Regions from separate parts of the Arabidopsis thaliana genome. Here region 2 is linked to region 1. The links are chromatin contacts, called in public capture Hi-C maps. All regions are on one chromosome and are shown on one strand. The core of a region is the stretch at or near the end of the contact, and the rest is flanking DNA. Distances in the headings are between cores, read along the strand shown. Region 1 holds the start of AT2G14755 (Myb/SANT-like DNA-binding domain protein). Region 2 holds the start of AT2G06445 (a long non-coding RNA gene).

Evidence for each region. Capture Hi-C pulls out chosen DNA fragments and counts their contacts.
Region 2: a contact with region 1 is called in a capture Hi-C map of seedling, with 2.1 times the contacts expected there. The contact joins the promoter of AT2G06445 here to the promoter of AT2G14755 in region 1. A contact is called at or near these places in 1 of 26 Hi-C or Micro-C datasets (root) and 1 of 3 other capture datasets (seedling).

The regions. Positions count from the first base shown.
Region 1 is chr2:6,314,370-6,318,980 of TAIR10.1, forward strand. It overlaps AT2G14755 (Myb/SANT-like DNA-binding domain protein), which reads right to left and starts at 3,218. Exons shown (of 2, transcript NM_001335437.1): 1 at 3,032-3,218; 2 at 2,375-2,847. The coding sequence starts at 3,218. The coding sequence ends at 2,438. It overlaps APK (APS kinase), which reads left to right. Exons shown (of 7, transcript NM_127039.4): 2 at 34-174; 3 at 259-408; 4 at 494-612; 5 at 701-785; 6 at 871-917; 7 at 1,040-1,678. The coding sequence ends at 1,132.
Region 2 is chr2:6,738,868-6,743,623 of TAIR10.1, forward strand. AT2G06445 (a long non-coding RNA gene) reads left to right here and starts at 2,446. Exons shown (of 1, transcript NR_140144.1): 1 at 2,446-2,688. AT2G15440 (polysaccharide biosynthesis protein (DUF579)) reads right to left here. Exons shown (of 1, transcript NM_127104.3): 1 at 4,661-4,756.

The DNA of each region.
Region 1 (4,611 bases), core at 1,968-4,467:
GCCAATTTTTTATGGTTTTAATTGTCTAATTAGGACAAAAGCAAGGACCTTTGTCTACGGTCGGAAACTCGACAAATATAAAGTGGCATGAATGTTCTGTTGAGAAAGTTGATAGACAGAGATTGCTTGATCAGAAAGGATGTGTGATTTGGGTCACCGGTCTTAGTGGTTCAGGTTTGTGTTGAAACAAGCTTCAAGTTTGGTTTCTGTGTCTATGTGAAATCTATCTAATGTTTCTATGGATTTATAAATTTGTAGGGAAGAGTACTTTGGCTTGTGCTTTGAATCAGATGTTGTATCAAAAGGGGAAGCTTTGTTATATTCTTGATGGTGATAATGTTAGGCATGGCTTAAACCGTGATCTTAGCTTTAAAGCTGAGGATCGTGCAGAGAATATTCGTAGAGTTGGTGAGCTTTAATCTCTTTAATCCAATATTGGTTGTTGTTGTTAGCTTTATCTTTTTGACAATGTGTTGTTAATTGCTCTGTTTAGGAGAGGTTGCTAAGCTTTTTGCGGATGCTGGAATAATCTGCATTGCGAGTTTGATATCTCCTTATAGAACAGATAGGGACGCTTGTCGAAGTTTGCTCCCCGAGGGAGATTTTGTTGAGGTATTGACAACTAAGAGCTTGGTTTTGTTGTCTCTTTATAATACTGAAGTTTTCAAGATTTGAGTAAAAGTTTGTTTTGATCAAATAGGTGTTCATGGATGTACCGCTTAGTGTTTGCGAGGCGAGGGATCCAAAGGGTCTTTACAAGCTTGCTCGTGCAGGAAAGATCAAAGGTATCTCTAGAAATGCGGTTGGTAATTGTATGACCTATCAATGAGACAACCCCAAATGACATTATAGTTTGATGTGTTTCTTCAGGTTTTACCGGGATCGATGACCCTTACGAGCCACCATTGAACTGCGAGGTAAATGTCAATAATATTGGAAAACAGAATTGGATGCTTTGGTTTTTGATCTTGATGCTGAGCTTTTTTGGTGTCATTCACTTGTCTTACCTTTTGTTCTATTTTCTTTTTGTCATGTGAAGATTTCTCTAGGACGTGAAGGAGGAACTTCTCCTATCGAAATGGCGGAAAAGGTCGTCGGATACTTAGATAACAAGGGTTATCTTCAAGCATAACATACTTCTAGATACACAAATTTGTTATCTCACGGTCTTAGTTCTATTTTACGAGCCAAAGTATAAAAGTAAGCAAATCCATGGCTGTTTTATGGAATCACAAGTTCGACAAAATAAATATAAATCTCATAATTTTTCTTGTCCCTTTTTTTTTGTATCATAAATCTTGATGTTATGGTTCTGTATATAATATGTGTGAAATAAGGTTAAGCCTACTAACCATTTTATATGATCTATAATACAATATACTTTGTATGCACTAATGAAACCAAGACTTCATGGCTTATCCAAAATTAGGGACAAAATGGTTGTGATGTTCATGTAGCGTGTACGTTTTGGGGGTCGTTGGAGTGCTTTTTGCAAGTCAAACACATTTTGTTTTTTCTGGCTGTACATAGAGTCATTCTTCTTACGGAAGACGGCAACATCTCAATGTTTTTTATTCAGTCTCAATGATTTGACCTTAACCAGGTTGGACCACTACTAACATAGCCAGGTCAAACACGTTTTAGAGCTTTTTATGGATTTGTTTCTAGTCATTTCAACTAAGAAATTGTTACTTGATTTCTAATAGTTTTTTCAAGTCATTACTCTCGAGAATTAGGGATGATGGACAACAACAGGATACCCTAGAATTATTGGATGTCCCAATCAAGATTCCGATCCGTCCAAATACTTATACTCTCTATGATTCCACACAAAACATCATGATATTCGTGGGTATCCAGAATCGTAAAAAAAAAAAAAAATACTGAAAAATAAAAGTGAATATGCACAAAATAGCCAAATTTTTAAAGACAATGAACAAACTTAGGGCCTGACTGGTTTAAACGCAGTGGGTGCGGTTGCGGTTGCGGGAGTTTGCGGAAACGGACGGTTGCGGTTTTAAGCGTTATCAAGCGTTTTGAACGACTGGTTGAGCGTTTGATAATGAGTGCGTTTGCGGGAGTTTTATGACTGGTAAACCAGCAGGTGCGATAGTAATTAAATAAAAAACCAAAATAAATATAATATATTACTATTAAAAGAAAGAAAAATACAATATATTATTATGATAAATTGATAATATTAGAAAAATTAAACATGCTTAATAATTAAAACCATAAATAAAATATTAAATTCAAAAATAAATAAATTTTGTAAGAAAAAACTTAATACTTTATGCATTTGGTACATCACCAAAAATTGCATCAAGTAGTGTGATAAACTGTAAATAACGTTGAACTCGCGGGTTTTCCGGATTGCCTCTATACATATGATAAAGTTTCTTCAAGATATCCAAACGATTTTTAACACATCTCCAACTCAAATTTTTTTCATAGTCGCAGCAATACGGTCGAGCGTCGAGTCTGCTGGATTTTGTTTACGCTTTCTGTTCCTGCTTACATTTTTCACTTGAGTGTGTGTGGAAGATCTCTCTTGTGATGCAAATGGCGGATCCGAGTTAGCTGAAGTTGGAGAATTTTCCATCGGGGTTTGTGACATCCAATCTGGGGTTGGTGGTCTCATATGATCACGTTCACGATTTTGCATCAGATCTTCTCTCTCATCTCCATTATTGTTTGGACATTCACTGTCGCTTAAGTCCAGTACTGGAGCACGACGATGTACACCACGTCTTGGTTGCCATGACTCTTCAACGACAACAGTTTCATCTCGGAAGACTACATCAAGAAGTGGTATAAACCGCAGTGGATGCGACCGAAGTTTAGCAGCTTCAGGATAAGCCCAATAAACCAAAAACAAAAGCCAATCAAAATAAGAATATAAAATAAGAAATTAACATATACATATGTGATAACATACCTTAATTTTATCTTTCCACCAATGATCAGGGGCATCAAGACTTCCTGTCCTTTGATTAGTTCCGAGACCAGTTGACCCAAAAAATGATTTTACGATAGATTTCGTATTGCTTCTTTAAAGTATCAAGTCTGTTCTTAACTTTGTTCCAATTTAAGGTTATTGGAAATCGTTTTTTAAATTTCACAAGAACATTTTCTTTTCCTTTCTCAATCAAACTTTTGCCTCTATAATTTCCAGCTTGTTTCTCTAGGGTTATCAGTTCTAACAAGAAACGGGTCATCTCGTCTGACCAAATGATTTTCTAATTGAGAAAACAAATCGAAACATGTATTCAATTAAAAAACTAAAAAAAAATACAAAATAAAAAAAACAACGATGCCATGAAATACTCAGAGAATTACACTAGCTAATGAATGGATAGATCATACTTACGTTTGATTCTTGATTTTGATTTTAATTTTCCTCTGTTTGGGTGGATGCCATAATTGAGAGAATAGGGTTACAATATATTGATTAGGGTTTTCTAATAAGAATAAGATATATAGGGTTTGGGTGAAAGACATGATTATTTTAATTAATTAAAAAATAATAAAAAAATTTAACCTAACCGCTACCGCCCGCAACCGCAAACGCTTGCGGGAATGAGCTTTTGAAATCTGGCGATTTCGAGCGGTCCAAAGCGGTATCGAGCGGTTTCTATGATTGGTGCCAATCGCTAACAACCGCTACCACCCGCAAACGCTGCGTTTGCGGGTGGCAGAGGGAGAACTAATCAAGCCCTAACTATATGTTAGATTAACTTGTCGGAAACATGTTGGAAAATACGTGTAATTACTTAAATATCCACAAAAATCTTTCTCTCTGCTATTTTCTTAATTTATATATTTTATTTGGCTATTCAATAATATTACCTATCTATTAAATCAAAAATAAAACTAAATTATAATTTATATAGTAAATGTTTCCAAATTGTTTTTTATAATTACTTTAGAGCATATATTATTGAGGTAAGCATTTGGAAACTCTATTCTTTCACCAAAAGTGTGGATTAGTATGGATTGGTCACCAAAATATTAATACAAAAATGATAGAATCTTTATTTTGTAGTGAACCACTTGCTTTAGGATCGGACTTCAGATACCAGAAAGTTTCTTGATCCAAACCAAACATAGGAGAACGTAACTTTATATTTTTAAAAAGCCAGTAAGATAGTGATATTTCTTCCATTGATATAAGTCGAATTACTCATTCAGTTTTGATAAGATATTCATGGTGCACAAATTATCTAATAATTTAGGACAAGATAACTAAGATTTTTTTTTGCCATTAATCTTATCCAAGTGAATGAATCTTAAGTATCCTAACCCTAAAATCATCAATCCAAACTAACAAATCTACCCTAAGTCCCAAGTTGGAAAACTACACACTTGCTTAATATTGGAAGGAGAAGCTAGTAGAATGGAAGAAGACATCATAAATCACATAATGAAAGATGAGATAAGAAATGTTTCTAGATTGGCAGAGGGATATGATCACCATCTTGTTCATGTTTTTACAAATACTAGGGCGAAACCCGCGCCAAGCCGCGGGCTTTTTTCTTTAATATAATTTATTAAATGTTATTTGTCATGATTCATAATATATGTAGAACAAAAAGATTCATTACAAAAAGT
Region 2 (4,756 bases), core at 1,196-3,695, 420 kb after region 1:
ATTGGGTTTATTGGAATTGTATGGTGATAAAGATGTTGAGTTCGTCGGAGAAGATGGAGTGAAAATTTAGGGGCAATATCGTCTTTTCATTTGCCAAAAACTGCCTAACCTCATAAGCCTAATCATAATGTGCTCTTTAAAAATTTATGGCCCAAAATGTACCCAATATTATAAAGGGTTTATTGGCAAAGTAGACACTTTTTCAAAAATAATTTGTAAAGTAGGTAATTTTTTTTAAAATTAGAGAGATAGACACTTTTTTTGTTTTTTGTGAGATAGAGAATTTGTCTAATAGACTAAAAGACAAAATACATATCAAATACTAAAATACCCTTTATCTTGAGAGTAAATAAAAATTATATGAGAAACCATTTTTACTTTATTTTGTTTGTCTTTATCTTTTTATTTTTTTTTATTTTAGTTTTCTTAAATATTAAAAAATATATATTCTTTTTAAAAAAAAATTACATTGACTTTTAGAGTATTTATCTATCATCATTATAATGCACAAACATTTAAAACATCGTTTTGTACACTAACCATTATTCGTTGGTGTACAAGTGTGTACACCGATATTTCATAAATCATCACCGACTTCTCTTATACTTATTAATATAAGTAATATTGTTTTTAATATTTTACAAACATAATGATTGTATAAACCAAATATTATTATTCAATATAATGGTGTACATGATGGTGTACATAATTAAGTTACTCTTAATGGTGTACAAAATGATTGAAATTATTATGACGATTGGTGGATAGAATGATATATACAACTTTTAAATGATAACATACAAGATTGGTAGACAAAGTGTACAAAACTTGGTGTACACTTATAGAGAATGTATAAATCATTATTTCAATTAGTGGTGTACATCATCTCGTACACCAATGTTAGTACACTGTCTCATAGATTTTTAAAGGTGTAAGATTATATACACCATATTTTCATCATCTATGTACATCATTTTGTATACTGTTATATTCAGTGTATCATTTTCTACATCAGTAATTATATATTAATTTTTACGTTATTGTTGTATACTACCATTAGTACACCAATTTTAACAATATCACGTACACCGTCGACTGAGATTAAATAAAAAATGCTACATATTTTTGAAATATAGCAAAATTAGACTTTTTAGATTCACATAAAATTTTTAAGAACTAATATGATTATGTGGTAAATTTTTATGAAGAAATATCATCAAATAAAGTAAAAATAAAAAGTAAGATTTGATTTGAGTTTTATCTTTATCTTACTACATAACAAAATAACAAAAGGTTATATAAGTCATTTACTAAAATCTCTATTAGGCAAAAAGTTGTATTAGAGAGGAAAGAGAAAAGTGTCTATTTCTCATATGTTTAAAAAAACTACCTATTTTGCAAATTATTTGTAGAAAAAGTGTCTACTTTCCAACTTATCTCTATTATAAAAGCCCCGATCAAAGTGCAGATATCAACAAAAATAAAATTGTGGAATGGGTGTATATATTTTTGTTGCAATATCTTTTATGTAATGCATTTGCAACATCTTTTACCTATACTTCTCGTGTTTGTGTGTTTACTCTCTTTTATGTCAAGAAGTGAATGTGTCAATCTCGTAACATAAGTCTCTATTTATAATTCATCGACATCTTATTATATAGCTTTTTCTCAAGTTCAAAATTGCAAAAGAGAGGAGCATGAGAAAAAAATGTCGCGTTAACGACACCAATGTCGAGAAGTTTTCAAAATCTCAATGATGACTCTGCAATGGAACAGTTTGCTACACGCCTCTCAACAAAATAGGGTAATTTGGCATCGCAAAACTGAAACACTCTATCTTTACGAAACTACATTTTTTCTTTCACTTAAATATTTGTGAGGCCCAAATTCTCTATAGTATTCCCTTTTGGTTGTTATGTTCTTAAAGAAGAAGATAATATATCGTGTATATTAGGGTGATAGCATGATAATTTAAAAATAAATTTTCACCAAAGAGATAAACTCTGTTTTGTCAAATTTCAAGTCTAATTCCTCCTCGTGACTTGGAAGTCTTTTAAGTACACAAAGGAAAGCAAAGGGGAACGATAACTAATCCTAGAAACAAGGAACACAATTAACAAAGTGGGAATATGGAGACGTGGAGCTTGATCTCCTAAATCTAAGGAACGCACTTATCAATTCTTCTTTTCTCTTTGACCATGGTTCAATCATGGTTAAGCACTTATCATAGGGATTATAGCTTATAGGTTTGTTCCTCATATGTATGTACCGCTAAATCGTTCAACTCGTGTCATACCCAAGAAACAAATCATTACAACTTGAAAGAAACCTAGTAGGCCATAGAAGGCCCATAATACATATCTTACGTAGACGAATTATCATCTACTACATTCAAGAGCACAGGGCATAAAAAATGAACCCCCACTATCACTGTCACCGACACCTATCTCTCTCACTCACTTTCTCAGCTCCTCTCTCTTTGGTTCGTTACTTCGTTACATATGCAAACTATTCACGTGCAGCACGTGATAAAGAAAGCTAGTGGCACCTAGACTAACCTTTAAGACTTGAGCTCCGTTCTTGAGCCACGAGCCTCGTCGGAGACATCGGATCCAACAGTATATTCTTGAAGAAGGTTCTTGGGTTCTTATCTGCACGCGTTTCCATGCCCTCAATAATAATACTCAAAACTTATACGTTACTTTAGTTAGAGGTCTCCGTAGCACTTCCTTGATAAAAGGCCATTTTGATATCACCTTGTTCATAAGTTATGAATCATAACTTTAACACACATAAAATATTTAATTTTGATATACTTTTTTATTATATAAGGTGTTTGTCGTCGATTGCACCGTGAGTAATTAAAAAATATATAGTATACTAGAGAAAAAGAAGAAAAAAAGTATACTAAAGAAGGGTAACGGTTAACAGAAGCGAACTACTAGCCTCACGAACATCTATCGGTCCCGAAATTTTTATAGTTGTTCGAGAAAGCGCTAGCCGCTAAATAGGTAATGACTCTCCGTTTAGTGTCTAAAACGTTTAGTCAAAATTTAGGCGATTTTAAGCGGTTTTAGAATAAAACAATACATAATTATATTTTACTACACAAAATGATGAAAATTTGTTGTAAAAAACTAAAAATTATCAAAGTTTTGAAACTACATTTAAATTTAACATTTTAAACTAAAGTAAAATAAAATAATAAAAATATAGGTATCTTTAAACACAATTTTAAATATATTTTTTAAAAAATTTTAAAATATTAAATATATTTAGATGCGCCTACCCCGCCTAAATCCACCAAATGAACATCTGATCCGCTTAATATCCGTATAATCCATCAAATTTACTTGACAAAACCGATTTCAAAAAGGTCGAAACGGTACAAAGGCGCCTATTACCTACGGGACGCCTAAACGGCCGTCTAACCCGCTTTCTTTAATACTGAGTAATACTATAAACAAAAATCTCTTCTAATTTTTTCTTTGCAAAAGACCTATTTGTGTGGCAGTTTTCCAATTTGTTTATTGATATTTATTCTTTACTTTTTGGCTCTTTAACTCAACTTCATAGTAGTTTTTAGGTCGTTTGTATAACAATGCTTCAAATTGTGTTCCAATAATAATAGTATATATATGGATCCACCACCAACGAGTGGCATTCAATTTTGTTCATATCACCGGAAAACATAAATGGAACTCAACTCTACTCAGACATCGTATTTATAAATCGAAACATGATTAGTTGTCACTAGTAACTGTGTATGGGACGAACCAAATAAATATGTTTTTTAGTGTTTCTAGAAATTAAAGTTAAACAAAATTGGAAGTGCTAAATGTATGTGATAGAGCTGGAAAAGGGGAAGCCACATTGCGAGATAAGTCCCGCTTTCCCAGGGACTTCTGTCACCACCGACACATTTTTAGACCATTTTAAAACAAATTATTCCAATATAAAAGTAAGAATTTTGTCCCCAAAAAAATGTAATTACATAGCCAAAACAAATGTTATTTTGTACTGCCAAAAATCTCAGGAATGAAAGTAGATAGTAAATATTAGGCATGGTATTAAAAACAAAATCGTTTTCTTGAACCAAACCAAACCGAGATTTGAAGGTTTTGGGTTTAGAATTGGTTAATAGGAAAGGTAAAAAAGGAAGTTGAGAGGTTCCACATAATATCCGAACCCAAGCACCCGATCCGAATCCGATCCGAAAAACCTGATCGGAATTCGAACCTGAAATTTTAAAATATACAAACGGATTCTATACTTCAAAACACGAAAACCAGAACCCGAATCCGATCCAAACCGATATCCGAACATATCAATAAAATATTTTTAGATATTTAATACATTTTTTAAATAAATTTGGGTAAAAAGTGTTCAACGTTTTAAATATCTTGTGTATTTTCGAGTAGTCTGGATCGATTTGGGTATAATATTTGATTATTGAGAACTTCGTATAATCCAAACCCAATCCGAACCCGAAATCAAGAATTACTCGAACGGGTTCTATACCTCTAAATCTAAAAATTTAAAATATCCGATCCGAAACCGGAATGCCAACCCTTAGTTGAAACTAACATTTAATGGTAATTAAACTAGGGAGGTAATATTTTCAAAAATTTACAAATCCAGACATATATAAATCCAAAAGTTGGTCTACTACATTCTCAATTACTTACCCAATTTAATACGGCCATAAATTTCATCACAAGTTTTTTGATGCTTTTTTCATCAATAGAGTAACATT